Linked DNA regions of Sus scrofa: region 1 is linked to region 2. The links are chromatin contacts, called in public HiChIP or PLAC-seq maps. All regions are on one chromosome and are shown on one strand. The core of a region is the stretch at or near the end of the contact, and the rest is flanking DNA. Distances in the headings are between cores, read along the strand shown. Region 1 holds the start of CEP85 (centrosomal protein of 85 kDa). Region 2 holds the start of ZNF593 (zinc finger protein 593).

The links. HiChIP or PLAC-seq counts read pairs in DNA pulled down with a chosen protein or histone mark.
Region 1: a contact with region 2 is called in an H3K27ac HiChIP or PLAC-seq map of alveolar macrophages. The contact joins the promoter of CEP85 here to the promoter of ZNF593 in region 2.

Annotation. Positions count from the first base shown.
Region 1 is chr6:83,648,555-83,654,621 of Sscrofa11.1, reverse strand. CEP85 (centrosomal protein of 85 kDa) reads right to left here and starts at 3,611. Exons shown (of 15, transcript XM_021095615.1): 1 at 3,447-3,611.
Region 2 is chr6:83,587,233-83,592,964 of Sscrofa11.1, reverse strand. It overlaps ZNF593 (zinc finger protein 593), which reads right to left and starts at 2,125. Exons shown (of 3, transcript XM_021095611.1): 1 at 1,784-2,125; 2 at 1,487-1,549; 3 at 1-1,403. The coding sequence starts at 1,983. The coding sequence ends at 1,262.

The DNA.
Region 1 (6,067 bases), core at 2,362-4,861, 60 kb before region 2:
TTTCCCTTTTTTTCTTTCTTTTTTTTTTTTTTTTGCTTTTTAGGGCTGCGCCTGAGGCATATGGAGGTTCCCAGGCTAGGGGTCCAATCAGAGCGATAGCTGCCGGCCTACGCCACAGCCACAGCAATATCAGATCCCAGCTGTGTCTGCAACTTACACAACAGCTCACGGCAACACCGGATCCTTAACCCACTGAGCAAGGCCAGGGATCGAACTTGCAACCTCATGGTTCCTAGTTGGATCTGTTTCCACTGCGCCATGAGGGGAACTCCAAGCATACATATTTTTATTGCACTTCACAGATAATGCCTTTTTTTTTCTCCCCAAACTGAAGACCTGAGGCAACCCTGCCTAGAGCAAGTTTATGGGTGTCATTTTTTCCTACAGCATTTGCCCATGTTGTATCTATGTCACATTTTGGTAATTCTTGTAATATTGCAAGCTTTTTCATCACTATTATGTCTGCTACGGTGATCTGTGATCTTCGATGTTTGTACAGACATGGTGGAAAAAGCAAGAGAAATACAGGTGGAGCCTTTAAGATGTGACTGAATTGCTACAATCTCATGATAAAACTTTAACAGATGAAGTGTTGCTTCTTATGGATGAGCAAAGAAAGTGGCTTGAGATGGAAAATTACCTCTGGTGAAGATCCTGTCAAGACTCTCAAAATGACAACAAAGAATTTAGATTATTACCTAAACTTAGTTGATAGAGCAGCAGGGTTTGAGAAGATTGATTCCAATTTTTTTTTTTTTTTTTTGTCTTTTGTCTTTTTTGTTGTTGCTATTTCTTGAGCCGCTCCCGCAGCATATGGAGGTTCCCAGGCTAGGGGTTGAGTCGGAGCTGTAGCCACCAGCCTATGCCAGAGCCACAGCAACGCGGGATCCGAGCTGCGTCTGCAACCTACACCACAGCTCATGGCAACGCCGGATCCTTAACCCACTGAGCAAGGGCAGGGACCGAACCCGAAACCTCATGGTTCCTAGTCGGATTTGTTAACCACTGCGCCACGACGGGAACTCCCTGATTCCAATTTTAAAAGAAGTTTCACTATGGGGAAAATGCTATAAACAGCACTGCATTTTACAGAAAAATCATTCCTAAAAGGAAGGTCAACTGATGCAGCAAACTTCATTATTGTCTTATTTTAAGAAACTGCCACAGCCACCCCAACCTTCAGCAACTACCACCCCAACCGTTAGCAACCACCACCCTGTTAAGTCATCGGCCATCAACACCAAGGCAGGATCCTCCACTAGCAAAAAGATTACGAATCACTGAAGACTCAGATGATGGTTAGGAGCAATAAAGTATTTTTAAATTAAGCTGCGTACATTTAAAAAAGACATAATGCTATCATATACTTAATACTCTATAGTATAAACATAACTTTTACATGCACTGGGAAACAAAAAAATCTGACTTGTTTTATTGCTGTGGTCTGGAACTCTACCCACAGCATCTCTGAGGTATGCCTGTCCTTACTACCCATCAAGTACTGCACTAAAGAGTCTATAGTATGTCTTATGTTTAATGCTCACGTCAAACCTATGAGGTAGTTACTATTACTATCCTCATTTTATGGATGAGAAAATAGGAGTTCCTGTCCTGGCACAGTGGAAACGAATCCAACTGGGAACCATGAGGTTACAGGTTCAATCCCTGGCCTCACTCAGTGGGTTAAGGATCCAGCACTGCCATGAGCTGTGGTGTAGGTCGCACACATGGCTCAGATTTGATGTTGCTGTGGCAAAGACCGGCAGCTGTAGCTCTGATTCAACCCCTAGCCTGGGAACCTCCATATGCTACAGGTGCAGCCCCAAAAAGCAAAAAACAAACAAACAAACAAAAGAAAGAAAGAAAATAAAGAAGTGAAGGGTGTACAGTTGGGAAGAGGTTTCAAAGCCAGGACTGTGCTCTAAAGCTACTGGAATCCTATCAGCATTCTGTGTGTAACAAAAAGAAATAAAAGAAATTACTAGGGCACCACAAGCTGTAGTTTCTACCTCAGATATAGCCACAGCTGCATGTCCCAAAACAGTTAGAAGTGGGGGGGGGGGGGAAACAGTTCATAAAATTTCTTCACTTTCCCCTTGGTCACCACCCAGGCTCTACTTTTCAAGTTGCTATCCAAGAATTAGACTTTGACTTTGACAACTATTTCCCCCCTTGAAGAATTACAACCTTGGTGGGGAACACACGTGGCAGCTGTTGCTAGAACCACATCAAGACAGGAGAGGATTTCAAAAGACACACAAACAGCTGACAAAGACACATTAAGAATCTCACACCATCACACTCTTTTCATCGCCTTGATCATTCATTAAACCAGACCTAAAGAAAGAGAAGCCAGATCCTTGCTAAGAGGTTGCCTTTACAAAGAACTGGTCTTGAGACACTTAACACCACTGATCATTACAAAACAGACAAGGCCTAAAGGTAAGTAATGAGGCATGGTTATCTTAATGGTCTTTGTACTACTCCTCCTCTCTTCCTAGCACACAGTATTCAATTCACCAACCAAAATTCACTGAGTGCCTCCAATCTGCCTGGCTCTGTGCCATGTGGTGGAAGCAGATGGGTATAAAAGACAAAAAGGTTCTGATTCCCCCAGCCCCGTGTTACTGTGATGAAGTAAGTGCTGAACACCCTCTACTGCAGAAACAATTTTTACTACACTTTGTGTGCATGCAGAGAACCTCCCTGTCTATAGCAGGCTTCCTCAATCTCCGTGCTACCGACATCGGAGCTAGGCTAAGTCTTCCTTGTGGGGCTGTCCCGTACACCGCAGGCCGTTTAGCAGCTTTCCCGGCCTCTACCCACCAGATGCCAGGAGTAAACCTCGAGAAGTGAGGGCTAAAAGTGTCTCCAGACACTGTCAAATACCCTGTGGGGGGCAAAGTCGCGCGGGCTGAGAAACTCCAGCCTAGCGCCTGCAACCGCTCTGTCCCCCGACCTTCCTTCTCTATTCATTCTCCAAATCGCGGCTCCAACTTCACTTCCTCCGCGCCCGGGTCCTGCTCCACCTGCTCTACTGACAGTGCTGGCCGAGCAACCACCCGCCGGACGCCTACTCCTCTCCCGGGACTGTGCGCTCCCGTAGGGTAAGGAACTTGGTACCGCCGTACCCCGGCGAGCGGGCACAGGGCCTGTCCTTACAGACGTCCCGCGATTACTGTGGAGTGTGTGAAAAGGGGCAAGGCGATGAGGGCGGAGGCGACAGAGACCTGAAGAGGCGTGGGGTGGGGTGGGGGCATTATTTCAAAAAGCCGGGGCAGTGAGCAACCCGAGAGGGACGGCACAGCTGCTCTGCGCATGCGCTGCGTTCCGCCGCGGCCCCCTCACCGAGGCAGGTCGAGCGCGCCTGAGGCTCCGCCTGGGCTCTCCAAGGCTGGGACAGGGTCTGTCAGTCCGACCGGGCCCCCGAGGGGAGGAGGACTTACGTGGGCCTGAAAGCGGGCGGCGAAATCCCTCACTCAGGGACGCCAACTGCGGCCACCACGTCAGCCGCGGGCGGCGCTTCGGTCCCTCAGTTCGGGTAACGGCCGTTACCCACCCGCCAGGCCGCGCGCCTCAGAGCGCGCGCCGTCCTGGCCCCGCCCCTTTCTGCCCTCCTGCAGCCAATCAGAAGTCGGGCCGCGCGGGTGTCCCGCCCCTGCACGCCGCCCTCCGCGCTGAGAACCGACGGTTCTCTCTGCGCATGACCTCGGCGCAGCTCTCTGCAGTCTCTCCCCCTTGCCGGTTCTAGCCTGTGGGCCGAGCCCTGGTCACCTGAGCTTAAAGTGGCTGCTTGGGCCTGGTGCGGAACAAGCTGGAAGCCAGCGCAGATAATTCCAGGATACCTAACCTGTCCACCTTCCTCCCATTCCCCACCACTCCCACTTGAAGCAGGGCGTCGCGTCGTGACCAGAAGTTAGAGTGTAGCCAGGGTCACTTGTCAGGGTCGGAACTTGGTCTGGGTTATAAAGTCAGTGGTCAGTCTGTGACCAGGACTCAGGTTGAAGGGTAAGGGATCGATCTTGCCTCCCTACTCAAACTTGGTCCCTAGGAAAAGGAACTACGTTTATTTGCATTAATATATACTTGAAGAATCAGCTGAAATTATTTAAAAGAGACCAAGACATCAGCCAAAGTATAGTAAAATTCAAGATATCTGGAAACCTGACTTGGAAGGGAGAGGCATTAACAAGTTGTGTGGATATAAGAAAAGAAATGTATGTATATATATATGACTGGGTTGGTTTGCTGTACAGGAGAAATTGACACAACATTGTAAATCAACTATAATTTTAAAAACTAAAAAGTTGTATGATAAAACGTGGTAACTATAATTGTTACTGACCAGGGTTCTTGGACTCCATAGAAATTGATAAAGAGGCCAGATACATAATTCGGGCAAGGATTGGGGAGTTCCCGTAGTGGCTCAGTGGTTAACACACCCAGCTAGCATCCATGAAGACTTGGTTCGATCCCTTGCCTCGCTCATTGGGTTAAGAATCCAGCATTGCCATAAGCTGTGGTATAGGTCACCAACACGGCTCAGATCCCACGTGGCTGTCCCACGTGGCTGAGGCATAGGCAGGCTGCTACAGCTCAGATTAGGTCCCTAGCCTGGGGACCTCCATATGCCATGGGTGTGCCCCTAAAAAATACGAAAAAGAAAAGAAATTTAGGCAAGGATTTATTGGGACTACAGAACAAGTAACAGTGGACTGGAGGGTAGGAAGTAGGCTTGGTGGGTTGTGGGAACAGCCACTTAATGGCTTCTATTTCTTTGGTGATAAGCTTCTATAAGGAGGGAGGGAACAGGGGTGTTTAGAGGACTGAGAAGAATGGGGAAGAGCTGATGTGGAGAATGCAAGAGAAACCAGACTGGAAACTGGAAGTGCTGAGATTTAAATTTATAATTGGCAAACAGTATGTTTGTACAGCTTTCTCCAATGGGTAGCTATATTGTAAAAATAACTCCATTATCATCTTATAGTACTGTTACTGTTTGTCCAGGGCCCTTGGCCTTCTTAATCAATGGAAATTGCTGAGGCCAGACAGGAAAAGTCAGGCAAGTTTTTACTGGGGAGTTCCCCTTGTGGCTTAGTGGTAACAAATTCGACAGGTATCCAGGCAGACCCAGGTTGGATCCCTGGCTTTGCTCAGTGGGTTAGGCATCTGGTGTTGCCTTGAGCTGTGGTGTAGGTCACAGAACAGTTCGGATTCCAAGTTGCTGTGGCTGTGGCGTAGGCCAGCAGCTGTAGCTCCAATTCGACTCATAGGAGCTTCCATATGCTGTAGGTGTGGCCCTAAAAACAGTAATTTTCCTTGCTTGCTCTCTCTTTGTGGGCGTTGGGCACCGCCAGCTGCTTCCTTATATGGTGTGAGAGTACGGTGGGTCCAGGGGTCGGGCCAGAGGGGTGGCTTAGGTGATCTGCCTCCTCTTTGGTGGTGGTGTGTGCTGGAGGCACATATAGTACCCTGCTTCTGCTCCCGATGCCCTGCTTTTGCTCTCAGCTCTTTAGAAGTGGCAGTTGGGTTTTTAGTTTTTTTGTATCTTCTTGCCCATGATTTGCCTCAACTTCCCATGCATGCAGTTATTTTTAGTCCCTTATAGTTTCTTTGTATTTTGTTGCTCCAGGAGATGTTTGTCTAGATGCAAGCATCACAGCTACTGCAGCAAATGGACCTCGGTCCCAGGTCCTGGTCTCAGTATCAATTTTCACTTGTGAATGACTCCTCATTTATATTTTATCAAAGACTTTGGGTGCTAATTTCAGAGACTATTCACAATTTTTCATTATGAGGTCATCTTTGATCTTCAGTTACTTTATTATTTTAAAAGATTTTGGTGCATTTTAATAAAATATATAAATGGAACTATCATTTGACATTGAGGTAGGAGGTGGATGGGCCCCCTGGGCTGAGAACAGCTGGGACTTGTTAGGCTGAGTAAGTTGGGCTTTGCTTTGACACCTCAAGGAAAAAGTTAATGGCAGGAGCTGACTTCTGCTGGAGTAAATGATAAGGTGATCACTTCAATCACTTCTGGGGTCAAGACCTTCCCAATTACACA
Region 2 (5,732 bases), core at 876-3,375:
CCTGCCCAGCCTGGACTGCCCGTGTGGCTGGGGGAGGTGCTGCTCAGGCCTGATGCTGATCTCTCCTGACAGCTGTTCCTAAGGCTGGCAGGGCGGGCAGGCGGGGGAAGGGACAGATTTAAAGGTCTAGCTGCTCCGCCCCCTGCCAGACCTGGGAAGGCAGGCACTGGTGAGCATCCTCTGAGGGCATGGCTCTCTTGCGTATGAGAGGTCAGGAAACCCTGCGCCCTGATTTCCGCTTCTTGGTACCACAAACGCCACTGGTCTTCATTCCCGCTTCCGCCCCACAGGACACCAGCGACACTAGCAGCACCCACCATGCGATTTCCACGCCTGACCCCTGGCTACTTTCGAGTGCTACAGGTACGTACCCTTAACCAATGGCTTCTGCCATCGACCCCTTACTCCCCCTACCATGGCTGGGTTGACACCCGGCAGCCAGGCTGTCACGTTCCCTGCCGCCTGAGCAGCCGGGGCCTAGATGGGCAATGAAGCGAGAGGGATTGGGGTGGAATCTCCCTGGGGCAGCAGTGGCATCCATATCTCCTTCCCCTAACTCAGCCCCTTTCCACCCCCCACCTTCCCAGAGGTCTCAAATGACCCCTCAGGCGGACCCTCTGTGCATTTCCAGATGCAGATAGCCGGGGAGCTGAAGGCAGAGCCCCGGAGTCCACTGGCTGGGATTGTGGCTGCACTGCTGGCTGTCCTCGGGCTGGGCGGCTCTTGCTATGCAGTCTGGAAGATGGTGGGGCAGCGACGGCCGCCACAGGCCCCATGATGAAGCGGGCAGCCTCCACCTGGGCCCTGGGGGGGTATGTAACTCAGCGACAGCTATAATCTTGGGAGCCTACTTCTTTTCTGGGGATCACTCCCTGCCCTCATTAGAAGCAGGGTTGTTATAAACCTGATCTTACCCAGCCCACACACCTAGGCTCCAATGGGGGGTTTCGGCTCAGATGCCAGGATCCCAGAGGGAAGGTAAGGATACAGGTACCAAAGGTGGATAAAGCCCAAGCAGCCTGGGTCCCATGCACAGGAGTAGTAGAGAAACTTACAGGACATGAGTTTGGAGTAGTGGCCTGGGGGTTAGAGTCAGGGGCAAGCCCCCTTTATCCAGTTATTTTATTGGGAGGGAGGGCACTGGGAAGAGGCCATCCACTCCCCAAACCCCGGGCCAAAACAGACTGGTACAGTCTCTCCCAGACTGGCCCTTGCATCACTGTCCATGGGCAACTCTTCTGCCTTGAATTCTCAGGATCTGTCAAGTAGATGTGTCCATCTCAGGGACATCAGTGGATACTTCTGTGGGCACTGCCAGCCGCTGGGGAGGTACATAGGAACCCATACCCGCTGCCCTCTCTGCCTCTTCCTGACTGTAGGGCTCCACACTCAGCTGCTTCAACCTGGGAAAAAGAACAGGAACTGAGAGCTGACCAGATTCGAGTCCCGCCTGCCCGACACCCATCCATTAATTCTCTTCTTATACCTTTTCTTGTGGTCTTTGGATCGGAAGTGGGTCTTCAGGTTGGCAGAATCGATGAAGTATCTCCTGTAGGGATGGGGGGTAAGGAGAAGTGAGAAGGTGATGCCTCTCAGGTACACCTATCTCCCTGACCCTAGCTCATTTCCCGATGCTAGGCTCCAGGCTTGAAGGGATGGGAGGCCAGCAGACCCATGAATCCCAGGAAAGAAAACCCTGCGTTCCCTAGGGCCCGGATCTCAACACCCCCAGCCCGAAAGGCCGACCCTTCTCCTCCTCAGGCCGCAGCCGGCCGGGACTCACGCGCAGGCCAGACAGCGATGCAGGCCGCCCCCTGGCAGGTCGGGGTCGGGCTCGGCGCCGGGGTCTGGTCGGGTCCTTGTGGCAACCTGGGGCCGCAGCTCGCGGTGAATCTCATCGAGGTCCGGCCGCCGCCGCTTCGCCTTCATCTGGCGGGCCAGGGAGTGCGCTCGGTGTGCGCCGGTTCGGCGAGAGCGACCCATTGCTGGTAACAGCGGGACCAACGGGCCTAGAGCCGAGTTGGGAGGACACGTGTGGGCACTTCCGGACTGTGCAGTGACGCCATGTGACGCCGGGGACTGAGCAGGCTCCGGCGGACCGCCTCTGATGACGTCACTCGCGCGAGCAGCGCCCTTGAGCGCCCTCAGGAGGCCCTCGACGTCAGTGACCGAACTCGGGGCGGGGCTCCGGGAAGCGCGTCCTCTTAGGTCGCTGGAGGGGCGGGTGGTGCGTGCCCTGGGGGCTTCAGGGTGGTCCGCTGCCCTACCCGCCCCGCCTGGCCCATCCTATCTCAGTGCCGTCCTCTGGCCCCATCACCTCTTCCAGGCTCCCAGATCTTAGACTCCGCGTTGGGATGGGGGTGGGGGGGCATGCTACATCTCCCTGGAAGCACTGAACAATGTGATGTTAATGAATTAATAAATGAATGAAAATGAATACGTTTGGGATCGCGGCCCTCGCAGGACTTGCTGAGACATCTCAGGTTCCTGAGAAAGCCTCGGCACTTCTCACCTGTCCCCGGTTTTTCCTATCCTGTGAGTTGTGTGTGTGTGTGTTTACGGCCGCACCCACGGCATATGGAGGTTCCCAGGCGAGGGGTCTAATTGGAGCAGTAGCTGCCGGCCTATGCCAGAGCCACAGCCATGCGGGATCTGAGCTGAGTCTGTGACTTACACCACAGCTCACGGCAATGCAGGATCCTTAACCCAATGAGCGAGGCCAGGGCTTGAACCCGTGTTCTCATGGAAGGCATCCTGTTAGTCTTAAGAGGGGTCAGATCCTCTCACAAGGAAAGGAGGTCCTCACAGAAGGACCTCTCATCTTTGACTACTTTCTCATCTTTTGATGCTTGGCCTGGCATCAAAGGCAGAGAGAGGTACAACCTAGGTGTTGTGTACTCAGAGTGGGAATAGAGCCAGAGAGCCTTTCCCCTCGCATCAGAACCTGGTGCCTTCCAGGTTGACCAGAGGAACTCAGCAATAATTCAGGGGCTCCAGTTCTTTGGAACCTGTAGCCAGGAAACAGGGAGAGAGGCACGTGCATCCCTGGGGAGAGGAATCATTTTCCAGCCCAGACAAAGCAGTGAAATGTAAGCCCAGGGCACTGACCATGGGCCTTGGGACCTCCCATTCCGGTTCACAGAGGCTGAGTGTAGGTATAGGGCAGGGCCCTATTAAGGGCGCAGCTTGTAGGGCTGCAGTCATCGGGGCACCACAGTGGGTCCTGAGCCCAAGGACTTTGTAAATGGACTTCATGAATGGAAGAGGACTTTTCTGGAGCCATTCCAAATGATCAAATTCAAGAACTCCTAGGCCCAGGAAGGAGGCTTCTGTGGAGAGAGAAGTTTTCATCATTCCTGGCCAATATGGGCTAAGACAAGGGGTGAGGTGGCAGAATCTGGCTCTCATCACGGACTCCTTTGGATCAGGTTCATCTGCTGGGCACTGTGCCATCTGGGGAGGCTGGTGCATCTTTAATGAGGTCACCTGATCCCTGGGACAGGTTCTCAGCCTCACCAAGTTCCTGGAGCCAGACCCACTGGGTACCCACTGAGCCACCACCTTCCCGTGCCTGGGTGCCAGGCCCGCTTCCCCTGCAGCCATGAACCAGGCCTTTTGGAAGACCTACAAATCCAAAGTGCTACAGACCCTGAGTGGCGAATCTGAGGAGGACCTGGCAGAGGAGGTGGGTATTGTCCTGTGTGCTAGATGGGGCACGGGCAGAGGGGCAGCATGAGTGAAAGGTGCAAAGAAGGGCAAGGGACAGGCTCTGGGAGAGTGAGATTTGTGCAGGAGCCACTAGCAATTCAGGGATGATGCAGCATAGTGCAGTGTCAGAAAGCCAGGACACTCCAGAAAACCGAGGGAGATTTGAGGGGCAGAGTGGTCGCTGTCTACAAAGATCTCAAAGGCTACCACATGGAATGGATCCTTTTGGAACCTACGGGCTGCCACATGGATACACTCAGCTTGACACAACTTTCTAATGGGCAGCACTGAGCAGAAGCGGGATGACCTGCCTTGAGAGGAAGCGAGCCCACAGTACAGGAACTGGGGGAAGTGGTGTTATTACACCGCGGGTCACTGTGGCAGCATCAGGTCAGAACCATACTTCGACCATGTTTGTCTCGGCATTAAAAAAAAAAAAATTCAGAGTTCCCCTTGTGGTTCAGCGGGTTAAGAACCTGACTGGTATCCATGGGGACGTGGGTTTGATCCCTGGCCTTGCTCAATGGGTTAAGGATCTGGTGTTGCCTCGAGCTGTGGTGTAGGTCAAAGTCTCGGCTCGGATCCTGTGTTGCTGTGGCTGTGGCATAGGCCGGCAGCTTCAGCTCCCATTTGACCCCTAGCCTGGGAACTTCCATATGCCGCCATAAAAAGAAAAAGAAAAATTGAAAAGGCTCCAAAACAGTCTTACCTCTGGAGGCTGTGATAAGTGGCAATTGCTCAAATACATATGGCAGAGGCAGGAACTAGTTCTGGGGTCATCTGGTGTGTGTGGATGTGAGTGTGACTAAGTGTACATCTAGACAGGTTGGTGTCTGGGGCTGGCCCTGTGTAGAAGATCTGCAGGTCAGTCTTAGGGTTGGCGTCTGGGTGGAGTTCCATTAAAGTGTATGTGCAGGTGTCAGCTGGGTACAGGTATTTTCAGGTGTTTACATTTGGGGCAGAAGTCTATGGAGGCATACAGGCATTTGCAGGTATTATGGCTGTACAGTCTATGTGAGTGCATATCTGTGTCTTGGGGTCTGGGGATGGGTGGAGCAGTTTTTGGTGCTGTGGGTGGGCCTCTGTGCAGCTGTCTGCAGTTGTGAGTACACAGGTGTGAATGGTATAACTGTGGAAGTGTCCTTGTGTCGGTGCCTCACAGTGCATATATGCATGTACAGGCGAAGAGGTGTAGCCATGCGGAGGCATGCTCAGGCACAGGTGTGTGTCTATATCGGCTTGCAGGCCCTTGCCTTCATGTTTTGGGGTGAGAATGGGATGTGTCTGTGGGTGGGCAGGTATGTGTCTGCAGGGATTTACTCTACAGGTCACGTGAGTGACTGGTAGCTTTGCGTAGGGGTACACCTGTATGCATTTTTGGAAGGTGTGAAGGGTTTAGGTGTGTGCTTCGTTCTGTGGGGTTTGGGTGCCTGGTCTGTGTGTACCGGGCTAGCAGGGGGGATGGGAATTCCATTCCTCTGGGGCCTATCTCATGCTGGGTGGGGGGTCTTGTGTCCCAGAGGGAGACCCCAGCGTCAGTGGAGTCTGAGATGGCAGAACCAAATGAAGAGGACTTCAATCCCATGTCACAGCTGGCCCGCCGGGTGAGTTCTCCTTTCTTCCACCTCAGCTCTGGGAAGCCTGGCAGAAACTGCTCTGGAGTCCTGGGAGGTGGCACTGGGGCCCCTCCCTGACTCCTGGCCCCTCCCCCCAGGTTCAGGGGGTTGGGATGAAAGGTTGGCTGACAATGTCATCTCTGTTTAACAAAGAAGATGAGGACAAGCTGCTGCCACCAGAGCCCTGTGCTGACCAGTATGTGTGTGTGTGTTTGTGTGTGTTGGGGGGGGTCTGTCTGGTCTGGGGTCCCCCTTCTTACATGTCTTTTCCTTTGGGTCTGTTTGTCTTTTTGACCCTGGGGGACTAGAGACGGCCAGCCTCCCGCTGTTTCTATTTCTCTAGTCAGCCAGAGGACCAATCAGCATATCTGGGAGATTAGGTTAGCTGGGAGGAATTTGCCAGCTGTT